Regions from separate parts of the Ovis aries genome. Here region 2 is linked to region 1. The links are chromatin contacts, called in public Hi-C maps. All regions are on one chromosome and are shown on one strand. The core of a region is the stretch at or near the end of the contact, and the rest is flanking DNA. Distances in the headings are between cores, read along the strand shown. Region 1 overlaps DOCK9 (dedicator of cytokinesis 9). Region 2 overlaps DOCK9 (dedicator of cytokinesis 9).

The links. A called contact is a pair of places that touch in the nucleus more often than the background predicts.
Region 2: a contact with region 1 is called in a Hi-C map of hypothalamus, with 2.9 times the contacts expected there. The contact joins two enhancer-like sites. A contact is called at or near these places in 3 of 16 Hi-C or Micro-C datasets (hypothalamus and tail adipose tissue).

The regions. Positions count from the first base shown.
Region 1 is chr10:75,178,743-75,182,935 of ARS-UI_Ramb_v3.0, reverse strand. DOCK9 (dedicator of cytokinesis 9) reads left to right here. Exons shown (of 53, transcript XM_060394649.1): 7 at 759-893. Among named protein-coding and RNA genes, the nearest start is that of TRNAW-CCA, 140 kb to the right of the region's middle. Within about 2 kb of position 2,320, at least 10 of the 54 cell types and tissues checked have an H3K27ac peak or open chromatin away from gene starts, as enhancers often do. A contact at or near this core is called in hypothalamus, where this site is marked.
Region 2 is chr10:75,281,972-75,286,236 of ARS-UI_Ramb_v3.0, reverse strand. The region is part of intron 1 of DOCK9 (dedicator of cytokinesis 9); the gene reads left to right. Among named protein-coding and RNA genes, the nearest start is that of DOCK9, 61 kb to the left of the region's middle. Within about 2 kb of position 2,661, at least 8 of the 54 cell types and tissues checked have an H3K27ac peak or open chromatin away from gene starts, as enhancers often do. A contact at or near this core is called in hypothalamus, where this site is marked.

The sequences.
Region 1 (4,193 bases), core at 1,071-3,570:
ACCCTCCAACCACCAGTGTGACAAGAGTATTGGGAGGCTGGTGTGAAGGTGCAGTTGCCATATAGCCTTTCTTTCTCTGTGTTGATTACAAAAAGGGTACTCAGTACCTCGTAGAGCATCACCAAGGAGCTACACCTAAGCAATTTTGCTTTTCTGCAACAAAATCAAGAAAAATGGAAATCAATGACTAAGGAAATATGGTAAAGTTGGAAAGGAGGCTGCCAAGAGAAAAGCAAAACTAGTGTAAAAACTATCCAGGAGAGAAGTAGGAGAAGAGAAAGACCAGAATTAATAGTAAAGAGAAGCAATGGAAGGGAGGTGGGATGGGCAGGAGAGATAAAATTAAATCAGGGGAAATGCTGACTGTCATAAACCTGAGGCTGAAAAGATGTCCAGTATCGTGAGGCCGAGAACACTTTCTGCTCTGAGCGAGAAACCCTGGGGATTTGAGAAAGTTTCCATCCTTTCCAGCTGCATCCCAAATCAGAACTCACTGCCCCGATTCTGGGTGGTTATGTAAAAAATCTCTGATTCTCTGGGTGAGAAAAATGACCCAGGAATGTTAAGTGAACCAGCCCCTCAGAATTTAAATGCAGGGAAATTATTAGATGTGATGGAGAGTCTTAACTCACCCAGCTACCTGGGTGCTGGTCAGAATGAGAAATGGTTTTTACGTCAGGGCATCATTGTGAGTTATTGAGAGAGATTGTGGCTCCTTTCATTTTGAAACAATCACTGTGTGTGTATTTTTCTCTCAGTCATTTAAAAGACGATTTTTCCACCTGATTCAACTTGGTGATGGGTCCTACAATTTGAATTTTTATAAAGATGAAAAGATCTCCAAGGAACCAAAAGGATCAATATTTCTCGACTCCTGTATGGGTGTGGTTCAGGTAAATATGAAACAAGTTTTATCATTGAGTTTTCTCATTTATAAAAATACTGTCTATGAATTAGCAGATTTAAGCAAACACTTCCAAAAATGGCTATATTTGTGGTAGAAACATAATGGCAGATGTAAAAATTGAGTTTGTTTTTCATCAGTTTAGAAGACAGTGGGTGCGAGACAGGCAGAATTATGTTGTAGGAGGCCTGAGTGCTCTGGCAAATGCTTTTCTTCTTAAAACCTGGCTCATCTACTTTTTAACTGTGTGACCTTGGACCAGCTATTGACTGAAGTTTGTTCATATGCAAAATTCAGATAATGATATTTCCTTAGTAGGGTAAAAAAGTTAAAGGATTGGATGAATTAACTTGGAAATATTCAGGACAGTTCTTAGCATCTCAGTGATGACTTTTATTATCATATATATTGATCAAGAAGTTGGGTTTCAGGTGCAGACTGAGTTCATATCCCCATTCTACCACTGACCAGCTCTGTAACCTTGGAGATATGATTTAACTTCTCTGCACCTCAGTTTCCTCATTTGTTAAATGGGGCTAGTGATAGCACTGAATGTGGTTATGGAGAGGATTAATCAATACATGTAAAGAGCTTAGAACAGTGCTGGCACTTGGTAAGCATTCAGCCAATATTAGGTATTTTTGTTGCCATAAGTGCTGTTACAGTTGTAGAGTGAATCTTAAATGTTATTTTAATTATACATAAGAGATGGCACTAGTGGTAAAGAACCTGCCTGCCAGTGCAGGAGATGTAAGAGACATGGGTTCAATCCCTGGGTCAGGAAGGTGCCCTGGTGAAGGACATGGAAACCCACTCTAGTATATTTGCCTGGAAAATCCCATGGACAGAGGAGCCTGGTGAGTTACAGGCCATAGGATCACAGACTGGAGTGACTTAGCACACACGCAGTACATGAGCATGTTAATATTATAGAAGATTAGATAGTACAGGTAGTGCAGAAGTCCCTGTTGGCCCCCATCTTTCCCTTTCTCAAAGAGCTGCCGTTAACAGTTTGATGTGGCTCCTTCCGTACCTGTGCGGAATTGCCTTTGAAAGCAGGTTGGCAGTTTCTCCATCTGCACCTTCATCCGTCCATCCACTTATCCCCTCCCCTCCCATTTCCCAGGAAGATCTAAGGTAGCAATTTACAAAGATACCAAAAATATAGGATATTATAAATTTAAAGTGGGTGTGAAAGGTGAACCAGGAGTCAGAGTAGGGAAGAGACGAGGTGGGATTAATTTGAGGGAAAAGCATATATTTTAAAGAACTAATGCCTTCTATGGGTGGGTGACACACTGGCTCTGTGCTTTCTAGCTCGGAGACCCGTTTGGTTGTACAGTGTCTGTAGATACAAACAACCCAATTAGTCAGAAGCTGCCCGAGTAATCTCAGAATGAAGCCCATTCAGACATTTCTCTTAGGGGCCCTCATACAGAGAGCACTGTGTGATTAATGAACAATCTCCTTGACGACTCCTCACAATAGACGCAGTCACCGTGATCAGAGAATGCTTCCTTAAAATGAGTCAGTATCTGCTGATGACATCGGCCCAAAGCTCGGTCCTTTAAGAAGGGTTGTTTTGTGGGGCCAGTGTAACTAAGGTTAGAGACACAGCTCTCTGGTTTGGCCCTTGCTTATGTATTGACACGTTTATTTAGAATTAAATTTTGTTTTCATCCAAAATAGTATGTTCATTTGGTTTAAATGTCAAAGAGCACAGAGAGGAAGCACTAAAGGTACATTCCTGCCAGTATCACCCTCACTTTGCCCACTCCCCACTCCCTGAAATGATCATTTTCAACTTTTCCCAGTATTTTTAAATTTTTTCTGGGCTCTATGTCCATATTGCTAGATAAGGAATGTTCGCTTCTCTTTGTTCATCAACTGTAGATGTTATGTGATGCTAGAGAGGATTTCAGCTCCTGCAGTCCTCCTTCCTGATCTAATCTGATGGTGACTCTGTACAGTCACCATCCTGAAAATTCCCTTTGCCTTCCTCCCTGTGTCAGAGTCCCTGTTTTCAGGATCCTGTGTCATCTTCTTTCACCCTTTGCTTTTTTACTTGAGAGGAACACATCCTCCAATTGCTTCCTGGGAAATTATTCATAGGATCTTAGTTTTTTAGTTAGTGTGTCTACAAACACCTATAGTTTTGCATTCATACTTGATTGACAGTTTGGCTGGGTATCAAAATCCAAGGTGAAATTTACCTTAGTTAGACATTGAAGATCTTCCATTGTCTTTTAGGTGCTAGTGTTATTTTTGGAGTCTGATGCCATTCTTATTCCCTATTGATCTTCTCTTTATCCCTAATGGATGGTAACCTGAAGTTTAGGTTATTGTGTCTTGACTTTGTTTTTGTTTTTAGTAGCTTTTTTGGTGAAGCATAACATAAACAGAAACCACACAATGAATGTGTTGTTACTAAGTTTGGGTCTCTGTTGTCTGTGTGTGCTGAGAACTCTGATCTTGTTCTGGAGACTCTGTCCTGCATGTTCTGTTCACCTACATCTTGTGAACTCTGGACAGTCTCTTCAGTCAGCAGAACTGTTGGACTCTGTTCAGGCTCACCTTTCTGGGTCCAGGCAGAGAGCTAAGGTGCTGATAGGGCTCACCTCATTCATTTCCTTTATCGGAGATCATAGGGCTGCACTGATGGTTGCAAAATATCTAGAAACAGTTGTTTCATCTCTTTTGCCCAGTTTTCTAGTAGTTAATAATGGGAGAAGAAGTCCAGACTTTGTTGTTTCATCACAGTGAGCATGGAAGTTAGGGGTCCAGATGGGTCCAGACTCAGATGGCTGCAGGTGCCAAACCAATAAGTTAGGTGGAAGAGGTGTGCTTGTAAAGCAATGCGGAATGCTGGGGACTCTGACGAACTGGAACACAAGGGCTCCCTTCAATGGGGAGCTGATGCTGCTGGTGGCCCTGCCAGCTCAAGGCTGCTAGATCATCTGAGTTTTTTTTTAGGAAAACCAGAAATACAAAATTTTAGTTAAATCCTGGTCTTTTAAATTACTGATGGTTATAACAACAGCAGAAACCCACAAACACTGTGCAGAACTGAAATTTTAAAAGGGGGTGGAATACAGGAAAGTGTACCTAGGCCCTAGGTCGAGATGACAGCACCCCTTAATGTCCACTGAAAATTATCTTTGCATCAACAGCTAATTGACCCCATGGTGCTCTCAGCTTGTGACCCAGCCTCAGCTGAAAGCTGCCACTATGTAAACCAAATTATATCAAAGAATATTTATTCACCACATAAAGGGAGGCAGACCAGAGT
Region 2 (4,265 bases), core at 1,412-3,911, 100 kb before region 1:
CAGAGGACCAGCCCTTGCATCCTAGAGCTGAGTGTGGAAGGGAGGAGCGGAGCTGACAGACAGTAGCTTAGTAACTGGCACAGCCCTCCCGTTTGACCCGTCAGCGTGCAGACCAGCCTCTACACATATTTGACCTTCCATAGTGTTTCAGCCCAACAGAGCATAGCTATCCTTCAGGCACAGGAAGGTATTCTCACTGGCTCCTCAAACAAGGAGTCACAAAGTTTCCGTTGTATCTTTCTTTGGGAGGGAGTAACAGCACCCATTTCTGAGCCTTGTTAATTAATCCTTAAATTCAGTAGTAGTCTTCGTGTGAGTATGTGCTACGCAAAGTCTAAATTGTCAAGTTTCAACAATAACGCTTGTGTAAAATAATGAAAGAGGAAGGAGGAGGAGAGATGAAGCAGGAAGGAAACCTGCATGGGTGTTGCAGTGTTCACTGCTCTACCTGGCTGTTTGGCAGTAGTTGATAATTATGCATTTACTATCCTCTTACTCATTCCATATGTTTTTCGCCCACTTCAACTGATTAGCCTTCTTTACCTTGACATCTGAATTCTCAGTAGACCTGCCTTTCTTTGAATTGCTGTGTTTTTTCATGAACTTGTACTTTTGGAGCTAGAAATACTAAGATGTCTTGGAGAATCCACCCTGGGGTCCAGCCATGGTTCTTCCTGACCCTTTGGAAGGCAGCAGCCCAGTTTCGCCTTAGCTGGTAGAGTATCCTCCTCATTTGCCTTCTGGTTCAGCAGCTTATGGAGCCCCCAAATGGCCAGGCGGCCGTCTCGCCTTTCCATTCATTGTGCTTCATTTTCTCCTCTAATTGCAAGCATTCTTCCCTTTCAAACCAGGCCCTGTGACCAGCAGGGGTGGAGTGTGTTATTAGGGTAACAGAGTGGCCGCTCTCTTACCCCTTGATTCCTGGACCAGCTTCTTCTGACTTGGGAATGTTCTTACAATTGTTGTCTTCAGCAGGCCCTTCCATCCTGCTCTTGGGCCAGGATGAGCTGCTCGTAGGGAATGGGATGTGTCTTGAAACTGGTGATTCCAAGTGTTGACAGACACACTCTATGTGTCGTGGTACCATGTTGAGGAGAGAGGACAGGTACATGTGGGGTTTCCAGCTGTAGGCGTGAGCCGTGGTGGTCCTGAAGACGGTTTAGGGGCTCTGACTGTCCCCCTCCCTCCTTCTTACATTTCCATTTCCTCACTCCCTTCCTTTTTTCTTCTCTTCTTTCCAGTGAGCTAGAATGGACTAGAGAGGCTGGGACAGAAAATGATACAGTAACGCATGTTGCAAGGGTACATATTTGGGGGGAAGTATTCTTCTACACACAGATATCATGATTTAAATTCATTTCTTAACGTAATTCAGGGTGACAGTACTTTGGAGACATTGAGCCTGTGGGGTTCTTGCGTCCGGCACCCCCTCTGGTTTGTCAGCCCCAGGCCACACGATGTCAGTGTTGGCCCAGTGCTCCTGTGGTCCAGCGCACCAGGACGGCTTCCTGTGGGGACCTTGTTTACGTGCAGCAAGATCAAGGGATGGTGGTCATGAGTGAGATCACCTATAAACTCAACCTTTAGAGTTGTTGAGATGATTAAGTGAGACCGTGTGACCAAATTTCTGTGTTCAGCCTCTGGTACGTAGTAGGAATTAGGTACACGTGACAGACTCTGTGAGAGATGTGCCCAGCACTGTTTATATAAAGTTTTTCTTAAGATTTACCATAGAATTTATTTATTTTTAAACTATAAATCCCCTTCATTGTCTAGATGACTAGAGTGCCCTAAGGAGAGCCCATTCTGTGATTTGAATAAACCTTCAGCTACCCCGTTCATCATCTCTCTCTTTCCATCCCTCCTCTGACTTTTTTTCCAAATGGAATTTTTTTTTTTGGACCTTGAAAGCCTTGTGGTTATAGCAGAGATGAAAATTTTGTGGGGAAAGATCTGCAAAATAAATTTCTTAGAATGAATTGGGATAGATGGCTCAGCCCTCAGGCCCAGACCTTGCCTCACAGAATGAATGAGCCAGAGTTATTGACTCAACAAAGACTTCCCTGAAGTGCTCTGTGAATTTAATAAAGCTGGATAGCTCTAACTGGCCATTATTGAAGAAGTCATCTTACCTACCATTCCCTTCTGAATTCTCAGCGCCAGGAATGCTTTTGGGAATTCACTGTGTTGGAGACCGTCATATGCTTTGGAGAGAGAACTCTGTCGAGGATAGAGTGCCTTCAGGAGAAATTCAGCTTTTTTAAAAAAAATAAGCTATACATATAATATAGTGATTCACAGTTTTTAAAATTTAAACAAATAACTGCATTTGTAGTTATTATAAAGTATTTGCTGTATTCGCCTTGTAAAGTATATCCTTGTAACGTATTTTACAGGTAATAGTTTGTACCTCAATCCCTTCCCCTTATATTGTCCCTTCCCCGGTCCCTCTCCTCAACTGGTAACCACTAGTATATTTTCTGTATCTGTGAGTTGTCTTCTTTGTAATACTCTCTAGTTTGTTGTATATTTTAGATTCCACATACAAGTGATATCACAGTATCTGTCTCTCTGTCTGACTTGTTTCGCTAGGCGTAATACCCTCCGAGTTCATCCAAGTCGCTGCAGATGGCGTCGCTTCCTCCTTCTTTCGGCCGAGTAGTGTTCCATTGTGTGTGGGTGCCGTGTCTTCTTTGTCCATTCATCTGCTGCTGGACACTTGGGTCTTGTTCATATCTTGGCTGTTGTAAATAATGCTCCAGCGAACGTTGGGGTGCCTGTATCTTCAAATAGTGTTTTTGTGTTTGGGTATATACACAGGAGTGAGATTTTGAGCTGCAGTGTTTTTGAAGTATAATTGCAATAGTTTTTAAAATGGCAGACAAATTTTATGTTTATGTTTTCCTTATTTCCTTTCCTTACTCATATTGAGACAGTATTTCTATACTGACACAATGACAGTACAATTTTTAAAATATTCAGCTGCTAAAATCCAAGATACGCGTACTTGAAGTGTTTCGGAATCTGAATTTTGTCTCTCCTCACATGTGAGAACAGCTCTCCAATAGCTGTAACTCCACGTTTGAAGCACGTGAACTGTTTTCACGAGTGTCTGGGTGCTCGGTGGGTCCGTCATGTCCGAGTCTTGGTGACCCCCCTGGATGGGTAGTCCGCCAGGCTCCTCGGTCCATGGAATTTTCCAGGCAAGAATACTGGAGTGGGTGCTTTTTCACACAGATTATGCTGTGTACCTTTTCCATTGTTTAAGCTCAGTATACCTTGTGATTTTTTCAGATGCCTGCCTAAAACAGCGTTTCCTGAGAGGAGGCTGGTGGAGACCTCTCACTTAGCCCTCATGCCTCTGCCCTGCTGCCTTCTTTTTCACCTCGTGTCTCATTTGCAGTTTGGGCCTTGGCACTCGCTGTAGTCATTGTGCTCTTCTGCGCCTCCAGCCCCCTCCATTGCGCTCCTCCCCACCAATGTGTTTAGTAAGGATGAAAAGCTTTGCAAATAGCTCTTTTGGCAGCTTCTCATATTTGACAAAGCAGCGGCATTTGTGGGTTTATTGGTTTCTCTTAAAAAAACTGAGCTCCCCTAGAAACCGTGGTTTTGCTCCATGACCTTCTGTAACTGTGATTGAAGTTCCGACTTCGCCTGCAGCTTCCTGAGCTGAGGGGTAAATCAGCACCTGTATAAACGCTCTTGTTTCATTCGTTTTTGTAGTGTGAAATGAAGAAGAAGTTGTCTATCAGTGAAGAATTTCAGTCTCAGCTTTGTTTTTTTTCAGTGATGGTACATAGTTTGAAGTGTTTTTCTAAGAAGTTCATTACCAAGTGTAATGAGGAAATACCATAGTTATTAGTTATAGAAATTATAGTACATAAGTTAATTTAATATAAACTAGTTAAAACAGAAGGAAAATGGGCATATGAAGCCTGTTTCTTGGGCTTATCTGTCCTTTGTGAGGGGTGGGAGGAGAGAATGGGAGGTAAGACTAGTTACCCTGCTGAGTTTCCTTTTATTTCATATCAGTTGTTCCTGGAAGTTATAGGAAATCTGTGCCTAGTAGTAAGTTGGTTTTCTATTGTTTTAATGTATATATAACGTATCATATACATAACATAACATTTACCATCCTTTTAGGTATGTTTGGTGGCCTTAAGTACTTTCACATTGTTGTGTAACCGCCCATCTTCAGCACTCTTTCATCATTACAAACTCTGTTTCCATTAAATAACAGCTCTCCATTTCCTCTTCCCCTCAGC